Regions from separate parts of the Mus musculus genome. Here region 1 is linked to region 2. The links are chromatin contacts, called in public HiChIP or PLAC-seq maps. All regions are on one chromosome and are shown on one strand. The core of a region is the stretch at or near the end of the contact, and the rest is flanking DNA. Distances in the headings are between cores, read along the strand shown. Region 1 overlaps Armh3 (armadillo-like helical domain containing 3). Region 2 has its middle 6.3 kb from the start of Gm29595.

What was found. HiChIP or PLAC-seq counts read pairs in DNA pulled down with a chosen protein or histone mark.
Region 1: an H3K27ac HiChIP or PLAC-seq map of microglia shows a contact between it and region 2, with 4 times the contacts expected there. The contact joins two enhancer-like sites. A contact is called at or near these places in 4 of 39 promoter capture datasets (hippocampal neurons, liver and pre-B cells) and 1 of 115 datasets of contacts at active chromatin or transcription factors (microglia).

What each region holds. Positions count from the first base shown.
Region 1 is chr19:45,840,085-45,846,148 of GRCm38.p6, reverse strand. It overlaps Armh3 (armadillo-like helical domain containing 3), which reads left to right. Exons shown (of 26, transcript NM_198296.2): 24 at 1-41. Among named protein-coding and RNA genes, the nearest start is that of Kcnip2, 27 kb to the right of the region's middle. Within about 2 kb of position 2,513, at least 95 of the 459 cell types and tissues checked have an H3K27ac peak or open chromatin away from gene starts, as enhancers often do. A contact at or near this core is called in microglia, where this site is marked.
Region 2 is chr19:45,306,420-45,312,869 of GRCm38.p6, reverse strand. No RefSeq gene overlaps it. Among named protein-coding and RNA genes, the nearest start is that of Gm29595, 6.3 kb to the right of the region's middle. Within about 2 kb of position 4,734, at least 59 of the 459 cell types and tissues checked have an H3K27ac peak or open chromatin away from gene starts, as enhancers often do. A contact at or near this core is called in microglia, where this site is marked.

The sequences.
Region 1 (6,064 bases), core at 1,264-3,763, 540 kb before region 2:
ATGCTGCTGTGAATCACATATCTCAACTGTCGGAGGAACAGGTAAGCCACTGCTCTCCCCAGAATGACCTTGCTGGTGGGAAGGATCAGGAAGCTCTTTCTAGTAATGGGACTCTGTTACTAAGCTTTGAGCAAAGGAAGGAGTAGGATGGTCAAACCAGGCTGGTGAGAAGAGTTGGTGCAAGATTGCTTGCTGCTTCTTTAAACCTAGTAAACCCTCCTTCCCTTGTGCCATCTGAAGGGTTTGTTTAGTTGTACAAAGTATGAGCTGAAGCTTCATGGGTCGCTGTCTTAGAGCAGGTGATGGGACATCCATTGTCACGCTCTCAGGCACAGGGATTGTGATTTCTGAAAGTCAGACATGTCCACATGATGGTGCATACCTGTAATCGCAGCACTTGGAAGGTAAAAGCAGGAGTTAGAGGTGTCCTTGGTTATGCAGTGAGTCCAGCAACAGCCTGTACTGCATGCCACCCTGTCTTAAAACTCCAACAAACCAAACAAAAGTAAGACCTGATAACTTAGAAATGAACATAAATTCCAGCCACATGAAAACCTTGAGTTCAGCTTAACATGAAGGCATTTGGCTCATTAGAGCATGAGCTTTAATTGAGAGCTCATTGAGATGGGTTTTCATTAGTGATTGTGTTCTCTTTGCCTTGAACAGTTATTTCTGGGCAGGTTTGAGTTGAGGATGCAGATAGCTTTGTACATTTGTCTTCTTGAGGCTGGTCTGATTTCCCCTTCTCAGTTAGCACTTGTGCTCAGCTCTACACCATGTAAAAGTACAGATGGGATTCAGCCTGGCATGGAGTTGAACCCTGCTTCATCTGAGTTCTCTCTCTCTCTCTCTCTCTCTCTCTCTCTCTCTCTCTCTCTCTCTCTGTCTAAATAAGAGTCTTTATTAGAGTATAGCTTGATAAGTGTATAGCTTTATATAAATCTGCTGCTACAAAGAAAAAAAGACATAAAGCCAGGCTCATATAGCCTATGTTGGGTGTATGATTTTAGCTCATGTATATGGCTAAATTCCCTGTGTAGCTGAGGATGACCTTTCAGCTCCTGGCCCCCTCCTATACCTCCCAGTGCAGGAATGCCCCACCTTGCTCTTTCATTTGGGCTTTCGAGTCTTACACGCTGCTGAGGTGATGTCTTATTTGGGTAAAGCGCTCGCTGCCCAAGCATGGGAGCCTGAGCTCAGCCCCCAGCGCACACATACAAAAGCGAGGCGTGCCTGTAACTCCAACATCAAAAAGGCAGAGGTGTGTGGGTTCTCGGAGCCTGCTAGCTAGGCAGTCTAGTTAAACAGGTGACCTCTAAGTTCAGTGAAAGACCCCGACATACACATACACACACCACATACATACACACACACACACACACACACACACACACACACACACACACACACACACACACACGTACTTACATACCTGAATCTCCTTTTTTGCATTTCATCCTTCTAAGTTGGAAAAGCCAAGGAATAAATTCCAAACCTTGTATTTTCTGGTCTCCTTTTCTTGCCAGTGCATCCTTGTAGCACTTCTGAGTTTCTTAACTGACAGGACCAGCTAGCAGCTATTTTGTGACCATGTGTTCCAATGTTCTTGAAAGGTATTCAGTTCACCCAGTGAGGCAGCAGGCAAGCTTTTTTTTTAACAGAGCCTTCTCAGTTCTCCCTCCAGCAGCTCTCTGCAGCCAGGTGAATGGAACTCTATTGATCGATCTGTCAGTTGTTTCCTATTCAATATTTGTTCTCTTTTGTGACGCCAGCTGTGTGACTCCATCCTCACACTTAAAAAGCTGCCTTTATGAGTGGCTTTCATTCTCTTTTTCCTCTGCCTGTGGAGCAGAGCAGATTCCTGTTCTTTGCTGTTGGAGCTGTCTGTGTCATTTTCCTGCAGAACGCCTGTGTATTCTGTTCTGTGTGTTAGGGAAGGAGATGGTCCTCCTACCACTGTAAGCTTTGGGCAGCCTGAAAGCCATGCAGCAGCTTGGGAGGACAGCTGACATCGTTCTCCAGAGGTAGCAGCCACCAGCCAATGATAATTTAAAACAAAACAAAGCAAAACAAGACAAAAAACAAAAAAAACAAAACAAAACAAAAACCATGTGGTGCATGAGAAAAATCAGAAAAGGGAAAATTGACAAGCTGTCTCCTCATCCTCTTTCACCTCCACTCAAGGTTTAAAGTGATGCTAAAAAGTGGTCCTTGGATCCACAAGCCAGAATCGAGGAAAGGAACTCAGGTTACTCACCCATAGGGAAGAGGGCTGGGGATGGATAGGTGCCTGTGAGTGCTTATCTAGCATTCATTCCCCAGCACAGCCAACAGGAGGGGTCCTCGGTGATCTATTTACTGTGTGACAGTTACATGCTGTGACAGAACGCAGGGCAGTGAGGGTCACTGGTGACAAGTCCACGTGGAATCTCTGCAGTCCTGGTTATTGTGCGCTTGCTCGCTAGCTAGCTCGCTCGCTCGCTCGCTTCCTGTAACAGTACTGTTACCCCAGCACTCTGCTCTCAGAATGGTGGTTTCTCTTCCCCAACTGCCTCTGAAGGCTTCTAAATGAAGGCCCTTTTCCTCCCCCTCCCCCTTCTCCCTCCCTCTTCCTCTGTAGCAACAGCAAGTGAACTTGTTTTTTATCAGGTTAGAGTTATTTGACTACCTTGCCTGTCTCCAACACGTGGAGTACTTCTCTCCTGTTACTTATGAACTTTAATCCTAATGTCACAAAGTCAAAAGGATTTCCAGCTTCCCAAAGAGCTGGCTTTCAGGGCAGTGAGGCCCTGCAGCTGTTAGCAGCTACATTAGTAGAGAGGGGGGGTCGGGGGCAAAACAAAACAGGATTTTAATCTTTAGTAGATTCTAAAATACTTCTAAGATAAAACCTAAAGCCTGTTAATAGGCATTAGCTGGGGTTTATGGCATTTAGTAAGTTAGGCAGACAGGACAGGCTCTTTGTTAGCTCTGCCTGCCAGCTTTCCATTTTGTTCCTAGAAAAGATTTGTGAATTCTTTTTTGGGTGATGGAAACAGGGTTTTTCTGTGTGACAGTCTTGGCTGTCCTGGAATTCGATTTGTAGACCAGGCTGGCTTCACAGAGACCTGCCTCCCTCTGCCTGTGGAGTACTGGGATTAATCCTTTTTTAAAAAATACAGGGTTAGCCTAGTCTAACCTGGGACTCACTGTGTAGCCCAGGCTGGCCTTCAGCTCACAGAATCCTCTTGCTTCAGCCTCCCAGGTGCTGGCATTATAGACAGGAGGCCACCATTGCCACCTAGTTTTGTGAGGATTTTTGAAGATTTATTTATTTTTATAAGTTTAAATGTTTCATACATACTAGGCAATGTAGAACATTGTTGTAATCCCTACTGGGTGTAATGGTATCCTCCTTTAATACCAGAGGCAGGTAGATATCTGAATTTGAGGCCTGCCTAGTCTACACAGTGGTGAATTCTAGGACACCCAGAGCAACATAACAAGACCCTGTCTCAAACAAAACAAACAAAAGGGAGTGTGCTACCAATAGTGAAACTATGAGGTATAGTTATTCCTAGAACAGTTGGAGAAAAGTTACTCTCCAGGCTTATTGTCTACCCTCAACTGAGATTTAGCTCCTGTCTCTCTCCAGTGTAGCTCGGTAGTAAACATTCATGCTTATCTCGTAGAAACTGGAATTCCTTGGTCAAGGAATAAGAACCTTGAAAAGGATAAATCTATGATGATGTGACTGTTCTTCATGCCTGTAATCCCAGCATGCAGGTGGATGGTTGTTGAAGGTCAACCCAGGCTGTAGAGTGAGACCCTGTCGTAATGCATGTCAGCAAAAGAACTTTGTGACTTGAAGAGCTTTGTGTTGGCTTTGAGTCTTTTCTTTCTCACCACTACTTTCCTTGGTATTCATTTCTAGAACTCGGGCCTAGGACACAGAAAGAGCAGCTGCAGACCACTGGCCTTTTAATGAGTTGTCTGCTCCCTCACTACTGCCCTGGCCCCAGTTTTCATTCCCATAAGGTATTGAGTCGAACAGCCTATGTCTCCTTGGGACATTTCAGGGACTACTTTATCTGTACTAAATAAATGTGGGTTGAAGGCATATAATGGAAGCCCCTTCCTCCTGTACTGCAGTTAAACCCAGTGGTTCACACATTTAGTTAAGCAAGTGTTCTGTGATTGAGCTACATTCCCCAGACCCCCTTTCTAGTTTTTATCTTGATAGAGTCTTACTAATTTGCTCAGACTGTTCTTTAACTTGCTGTGTAGCTCAGGCGAGCTGCAGGCCTCCTGGCGCCCGGGTGTACATGCCTGTGCCGGCGGATCCCACTGATGTCTATGAAAAGTCCTTGGGGGCTGGAGAGGTGGCTCTGACTGCTCTTCCAGAGGACCCAAGTTCAACACCTACCTCACAACTACCTGTAACTCCAGTTCTAGGGGATCATGTACCCTTTTCTGGCCTTTGTGGTTAGCAGGCTGGCATGTGGTACATATATGCAGGCAAAGCACCCATACGTATAAAATAAGATAATTTTAAAGAGAGAGACTACAGCTGATGTTACACCATCAGCTGTTTTGTTTTGCAGGGCTCTGCAGTTGTCGTGCTCAATAGACAGAGAGGAAAGAAGAGCTTAACTCAAAAGAGGAAGGATACGGTTAGATAATAGAGAGGCATAAATTGGAAAATAATACTCAAAACTAGGACCTGAACAAGTCAGGAAGAATGGAGAATTCTAGAGTTTTTGAATGTCATGTCCTTGGGTCACAAAATGGTCTGAAGCTTTGTGGAACATAATAGCTCTAATTCCAGCACTTGGGAGGCAGAGGCAGGCAGAGCTCTGTGAGTTGGAGACCGGCCTTATTTCTACCCCACCCACCAAAAATCATCTAACTCAATTAGGCTGCCTACCACAGCCACGTGGTCCTTTACCTTTTTTTTTTCTTTTCTTTTCTTTGGTCCTTTACCTTTTTTTAAAAAAAAAAGATTTATTTATTTTTATGCATATGAGTACGCTATAGGTGGACAGATGGTTTGGAGCCTTCATGTTGTTAGGAATTGTATTTAGGACTTCTGCTCGCTCCGGTAGGCCCACTTGCTCCAGTCAACTCTGCTCACTCAGTCCCGAAGATTTATTTATTATTCTACATAAGTACACTGCAGCTGTCTTCAGACGCACCAGAAGAGGGCATCAGATCTCATTACGGGTGGTTGTGAGCCACCATGTGGTTGCTGGGAATTGAACTCAGGACCTCTGGAAGAGCAGTCTCAGTGCTCTTAACCACCGAGCCATCTCTCCAGTCCCCGGTCCTTTACCTTTAATCTGAGTCTTGCCCTTGCTCTTTCTGTTCCATGTGTGTCCTCATGGAGACTCCTCATGGTACATCACCTGCCTCCTGGTGACTTTCTTCTCCTCCCGGTCCCTCCATTTGGTCTCTCCACACCTTCTCCCCACCTTCCCCTCTGGTCTCTATGGGACTCTCAGATAGGTGCCTGTCCTTTCTTGCCCAACCATAGGGTGATAGTTCTTTTTTTTTTTTTTTTTGGTTTTTCAAGACAGGGTTTCTCTGTGTAGTCCTGGCTGTCCTAGAACTCACTCTGTAGACCAGGCTGGCCTCGGACTCAGAAATCCGCCTGCCTCTGCCTCTGCCTCCTGAGTGCTGGGATTAAAGGCGTCCACCACCACACCCGGCTGGCTGATAGTTCTTGATTAACCAATCAGAGATAATGGGAGAACATTGTTTACACAAAGCAGATACAGGAGATGGCTCAGTGATCGTGACAGTGCCAACGTCTAGACTGTAACCAGGTCTCTGAGCACAGAAGTCAGCCCCTGAGTACACAGTGCACAAGATACACCCCCACCTTTAATTTGTTTTCCTTTTTAACAATGCTTAAACTGTAGCATGTACTACATAACTCTGACTAGTTTGACTTACAGCGATCCACCTGCCTCTGCTCCTGATTACTGTGGTTGTTACATGTATGCACCACCATATCCAGAGTCTCTTCCTAATTATTTGCTTTTAATTTGGTCACAGACACTTATTATGGGCCTATTGAATCCAG
Region 2 (6,450 bases), core at 3,485-5,984:
AGCAAGGGCCTCCTAAGCTGCTTTCTGCCTGTCTCCCAAAGCCCTGGCCACACTCTGAGTTCTCAGACTTTCCTGTCTTCCTTGTCTTTTCCTGGCATTCCAGAGTTTGGCTTCAATACCTCTCTCTGAGGTCCTGGGGTACCACATCTTATCTTCACCAAGCCTTAAAGAAATACTTCATAAAAGGAAGGGGCGGGTCCAACTGGCAAGAAAGACTCCTGCTTCTTTGGTTAATGTTGGTAGGTCACTAGGTGCTCCTACTGAGTAAATACACCTGATGGTATTACTAGGGAGTGTGGGGGCAGTAAGGGACTGTCTCAGCCTCGTAGACCCAGATATCGGGGAGTCCCCCAAGGTGAGAGGTGTGAAGGTTATCAGGAGGTTGAAGGGAAATCCAGAGGTTATTACCCTAGCCTCTCCTGTGATGACCTCATCCCAGCTCACACCCTTGTTGAGGCCTTCTGGGTCCTGGCCTAACTGGGCCTAAATAATTGAGAAGCCCATTACAGCCTTGCGGTTTCCTCACTGTCAAGTGTAAACGCTGCACTGGTCGGGTGGGGAGATGGGGCTAATTTGAATTGATAATAGGAAACGCAGGGAAAAGTCATCTATAGTGAGTGAGGAGAGAGCGATCCCCGAGCAGATGCTAAATCTTGTATAATGAAAGAATCTGCCGATGTCAATTATGTACGAGCGTCTTTGCAGTGGTTAGAGGCGGTGGGCGGGTGAGGGAGCGGAGGGCTGGGTGCATCCCATAAACCCAAACACCCATCAAAGGCTCATACATATGGAGCGGCGGAGATTACGGCATAAATTTGAATGTTATGAATGTACATGAGGGACAGACAGGAAGCCCACCTCATAAGGGTAGGAAAGGGACCGTTTTTGTTTTGTTTTGTTTTGTTTTGTGCATGTACAAGGGAGCTTTGTCCTCTGGGCTCCTTGGTTGTGTCTCTCCTGCATCCAGTTGTGTCCCGGATGAGAAAGAAAAGGATGTGGGAGCTGTGGACAAGGACGGGCCAGCTGTGCCTATGGGGCTCAGGCACAGGGAGTTTGGCTGTTGGGCCGTCCTTGACCCATTAAGAGAGCAAAATACCTCTGCTGTGAGCATAGCTTTCCCTCACGCCTGACCAACGTGGACAGCAACATCCATTAGAGAACAGGAGAGGCTCACCTTGACTCCCTTTTCTTGCAGCACTAGGAACTGAGCCCAGGACCTCCAACAACACACCAGTCAAGAACTCTACTACTGAGTTATCCTCCCAACCTCTAGTATGGGTAGAGGGATCCTGGAAGACAGCCCGGAGGAAGAAGTCACCATTTGCTACAGAGGGGACAAATGGCTCAGAATGGCAATTCAGGGCCCCCAGCTTTCTGTTTTTAGGTACGCGTTCACACTGCACACGGGGAGTGTGTGAGTGTGTACACACAAGTATACCCTGGACCAGGGCTCAGACCCCTCCATCGTTCCCAACCTGCAGCTGCTCCCAGAGCCGACTCTGTGATTTGTAGTGCAGGCCACCCAGGGACTTTAATCTTCACCGTGACAAATGCAATAAAAGGAACAATTTGGAGATCAGAGCTAAGGAAGACACATTTACAAACCCTTCCCCAAAGGTTGGATGGCGCTGTCACCATGTGATTTGTGCAGGAGATGGAGCAGGAAGGGGGGGAAAGGGGGAGTCGGGGAGCTGGAGAAAGCAGCTGGGCTGGGGAAGAGGAAGCACCCTGTCACTCCCCGCTCGCTGCCGGATCATGGTGGGCGGGGTTAAGCGAGATGGGGGAGGGCCAGACCAATGGGCAGCCACTGCCTCCTCCCCAGCATGATCAAGGAGCACAACTCAATTACCCCAGAAACGTGAAGCTTCAGAGATCCATCTCAGCAGTTCCAGGAGGGGGTAAGAAGAGAGGGGACAGTGGTTGAAGGAGAAAGACAGACTGGCAGAGAGGCACAGTGAAAAGGCATTGTAATGGAAAGCAACGGAGCCCCAACCCACCCCACAGAAGCCCCAGTCTGGGGAAGGAAAAAGGAGGGGTGTTCCCAGCCTATCATAAAGCCCTGGCAGGACTGGGCATAGAGCAAAATGCACAGTGAGATCCAATCTCTGACAAACTTTTGGGGCAGGCAGGCAGGCAGATCAGCTGGGAGCGCTATGGGATGAGGTCAGGCTGGGTCTGAGAACGAGGCTGGCTGGCAGATGAGGTGGTGGCAGCGGCAGGGACTAAGGGCCTTCTCCACATTTCCCTTTCTCTAGCTGTGAAATTGTGCTAGGTTAGATGATTGGGGAAATGTCTGCCTACCTTCCATCTTGGAATCTTGAACAAACGACAGATGACTCAGTGGGGAGAGATAAGGTCGGTCCACTCCCAACTCCCCAGCTGCCTTTCCAGCTGTGGTCATGCTGGTCACTGGCTGGCACAGGATTCTGGTCTGCTGAGGTTTCAACTCTACTAAGCCAAGGTCAGACCCCCAGTCCTGGCCACTCTGCCCAGTTCAGAGTTCAAAGTTCCTCCTTGGCTCTCTAAAACTTGATCATTCTTATGTCCCTCTTGGCCTCCAAGCAAGGCCACCTGTCCCAACCCCACTCCAGCCTTGAACCGGAGATGATCTCTGCCCCAAGGTCTAACTTCCAAGCCTTTTAGCTCCTAAACTATGTCAACAGCTGAAATGCCCTTGTCCTCTTCTCTCCTAACCTTCCTCCTCCACCTGTCTTTGATCTTCCCAAGGCCAATTTCCTATCAGACTGAGGGACCAGAGTCCCATGCCCGGGGGAGGGTGTGATTTCTAGGCTGAGGCATTTAGATCCTCCAAATCATCACTGCCCAATGCTGGCTGACACAGGACTGTCTTCCTCGTCATCTCCAGGGCCAGACCCAGTCCCTGTACCCAAGAAAGTGAGTCTGCCAAGTGTTTGGATAGGAGTGGAGAAGAAGAGACACCAGGGAAGATTGGGTATGTTCTACCTAAAAGTAGTCATCGTAGTGATGACCCAGGGAACACAGAGAAACTAAACCAGCCAGACTGGCTCTATGCAGGCTGATGTCACATTCGGCCCACAGTGATGAGAGCTGAGAGGTATAAAGAGCGGCAGGAGCTGCAGACAAAAGTGTGTTTTGCGTGGTGGCGCATGCCTTTAATCCCAGCACTGGGCAGAGGCAGGCGGATTTCTGAGTTCGAGGCCAGCCTAGTCTACAAAGTGAGTTCCAGGACAGCCAGAGCTATACAGAGAGACCCTGTCTCCAAAAAAAAAAAAAAAAAAAAAAAAAAAAAAAAAAAAAAGTGTTTTGGCTTGGTTTGCTTATTTATGTAAGAAATCACTGCTCAAGAATGAATGGAAGGGGTTGGGGATATGGCTTAGTGGTTAAGAGCACTGACTGCTCTTCCAAAGGTCCTGAGTTCAAATCCCAGCAACCACATGGTGGCTCACAACCATCTGTAATGAGATCTGACACCCTCTTCTGGAGTGCCTGAAGATTGCTACAATGTACTTGCACATAATAAATAAATAAATCTTTAAAAAAAAAAAAAAAAGAATGAACAGAAGGGGCAGGAGACTAAGTTGAAAACAGGCTAGCTTTCCCAAGGTATCTTTGCACCAGAGAAATGGGCTGCAAGTGTGAAAACTTCAGACCACGCGAGTGGCGAGTGCCTCCATATGGACTCCACAGTGGATAGAGGACCTGAAGGAACCTTGTGCTTATAGCTGGATGGGGCAGTTCCCATGGTCCTCTGCTGCCTCCCCCTGGAGAGGGCAGGAAGGGAGTTCTGCCCTCCTTCCAGCCGGATGCAGCTTGCTTTCTCTTCCTCATACCTGCCCCACCCAGCTCCTGGAGTTCAGACACTGGATTAAGGATCGCCAGAGAAGCAGACATGATTGAGATGAGAGGGCAGAAGGAAAGAAAGGGAAGGAGAGAGGCATTGATTTATTGCTGTGAAGGATTGGCTCACAGATCATGGAAGCTGAGAAGTACCAAGATCTGTCGCTAGGAGCTGTCACAGTAGAGCATAGTCTTAGTCCTGAGAACGACAGGTGGGAGTCCTGGTGGGAGGCTGAACCAGCAATGCCACCTCCTAGGGCAGGAGGACAAGCAGAGCTTGGTCTTCTGCTCTTTGTTCAGTGGATTGGATGCTGCCCCTCACCTGAGTGATGGCAGATCTTCCTTCTAGAAGCCGAATGACCAAAAGTGAACATTCTCCTGGGAACACCCTCACAGACATATCCAGAAATAACATTTTATTTATTTTTTTTTTTGTCACATCACACACACAGACGAGACAGACAGAGAACTTAGATATACCCAGCCTTAATGCTCATATGACAGATCCTGGAGTAGGGACTAGTGGAGGGTGGGGGTTGGAAGGTGGAGTGCACCGTGGGAGGTTGGTATGGATTGGGCAGGGAGAACTCAGTCTAGACACTCGTTCAAAGTCTTAAAAACACTTGAGGAGCAAGAGAGTGGGCAAGCATAAAGAGGGAGACTTATTAAGTAGAGAGTCTGAACAGGGGGCCTCCTAGGGGGGAAAGACAGGGCAAGGAGCTCCTCTCAGAATCCTATAGTCAGGCCTTAACCATCTCTGATCTGAGTGAGGGGTGGGCTGGCTCAGGCCTCCAAGGGCACCCTGAGAAGGAGGCCATGAGAATGGTTCATCTTTCTTCCTGTTGGTCAGTGGATAGGGCAGGCAGAGCCTGGGCTGCAGGTCTTCACTTCCACTTCCTCTTCTGAAGTCTAGAGTCGCTCAGACTCAGTCATTGTCTGATGAAACCACGCTACCACACAGAAGTTCGCTACACGCTCCCAAGTGTGTGAAGGAGATCAGACTAAAACATCTGTACCTCACCCCACATCCAGGACTCAGGGGAAGAAGGGTCAAACCAGTGATGTGGCTTCCTGCCCCTGGCTTGGTGTTCTGAGTCTGGTCTTAGAACCTCTTGTCCTTTGGTAGCATTTAAGGTCAGAGTAGGTGGGAGGGTAGATGCGTTGACCGTGGGAGGCCTGCCTCTGTCCCTATCTTTGCCCTGCCAGTTCTCAGTGCCCTTTGGAAGTTTATAGTCATATAAATCGCAGAGTCCCATACCAGGCTTAGAGCCTGTGACTATAAATAGACATGAAGTAAACAAGGTGGCAGATGCAGGGGCTTGGGACAAGACAGAAAATCTGCCCCTCTTCGCTTGGTCAGGGGCCAAGGCACATCCGTGGAAAGGGATAGCTTCTCTCTTCACCTCTCTTCCCCTGACTGCTGGCTTCTGGCTGCCCATGACTCTGGGCTTCTAGTCCTTTCTCTCTGGGGAATATCATCCAAGGCGATTTTCCGCTCCAAGTCTCCCTACTGGCTTGTTCGGTTTCATCTTGGCAAGTCAAGAGGACGGTGGGGTGTCTCCATTACTCTCACTACCCCCGCCCCAACACTCACATGCTGGCTCCTTCCACCTGCTTCATACTCTGTACCCAGTTCCTCTAACAAGTCTAAAAAGGTGTTGCCCCTGCTAACCACAGCTCTACCACCAGGGGTGCCCGGATTCCTCCTCTGCTCTAACAGCGGAAGGGATGTTAATGCTCTCAGGCAGGCAACTTACTAAGAAAACTGGAGAAAGGAAACACAGAATCTCACTTCCTAGCCAATATTCCTTGCCCAAGTACAGATCATAATAGCACACAGATTTCCTGCCATTGAGATTGACTGACAGCTGCCTTGTTAATTGGAGTTTCTTCCCATCACTCCTGGGCTTTGGCGCTGGATCCCAGGGCAGAGACAATTTAGGTGGCACTGCTTGGTGATTCTAGCCTGCCTTTCTTCAGTCCCACAGCTGGGCTGATTTACTGCTCTGCACTTGTCCTGGTCACAGCAGTTCCTCGACTCCAAGTGTCCCTTGAGAGATTTCAGGCTTCACTCACTTTCAGTACAATTAACTGTCTTTGTCCATCTCAGAAGTCTGAATATTCAGCCCTGAAATAGCTTTACTCCTTCCCAAGTCCAGCTCTCCAAACACTATAGAAATTAGAACAGGCCAGACAGTGGTGGCACACTCCCTTAGTTCCAGAACTTGAGAGGCAGAGGCAGGTGGATCAAGGACAAACCTGGTCTACAGAGCATGTTCCAGGACAACCAGGACTACGAAGAAATTAGAACTGGAATGTAGTATTTTCCTTTTCCAGGTAAAGAACCTAAAAGCAGAGAGGCTCAGTGCCAATCACAGTGAAACAGCTAACAGCATCCTTGATGACAAGGCTCATGCCCAGGCTGGGAGTATTTCTCTGTAAAGCTGGGATCTTTATCCAGACCTTCAACCTCCCAGCTCCTGGCAACTTTCTTTCATCCCGAGAAACAGCATAGCTGCTTTCATGGGTCCCTTATCCTCTGAACCCAGTCTCCCGCCGTCCGTCCACTTAAGCAGGGAAAGGGAAGAGAGGGGTTCTGAGCTTCTGTGAATGTGAATGTATGTTTCTCTG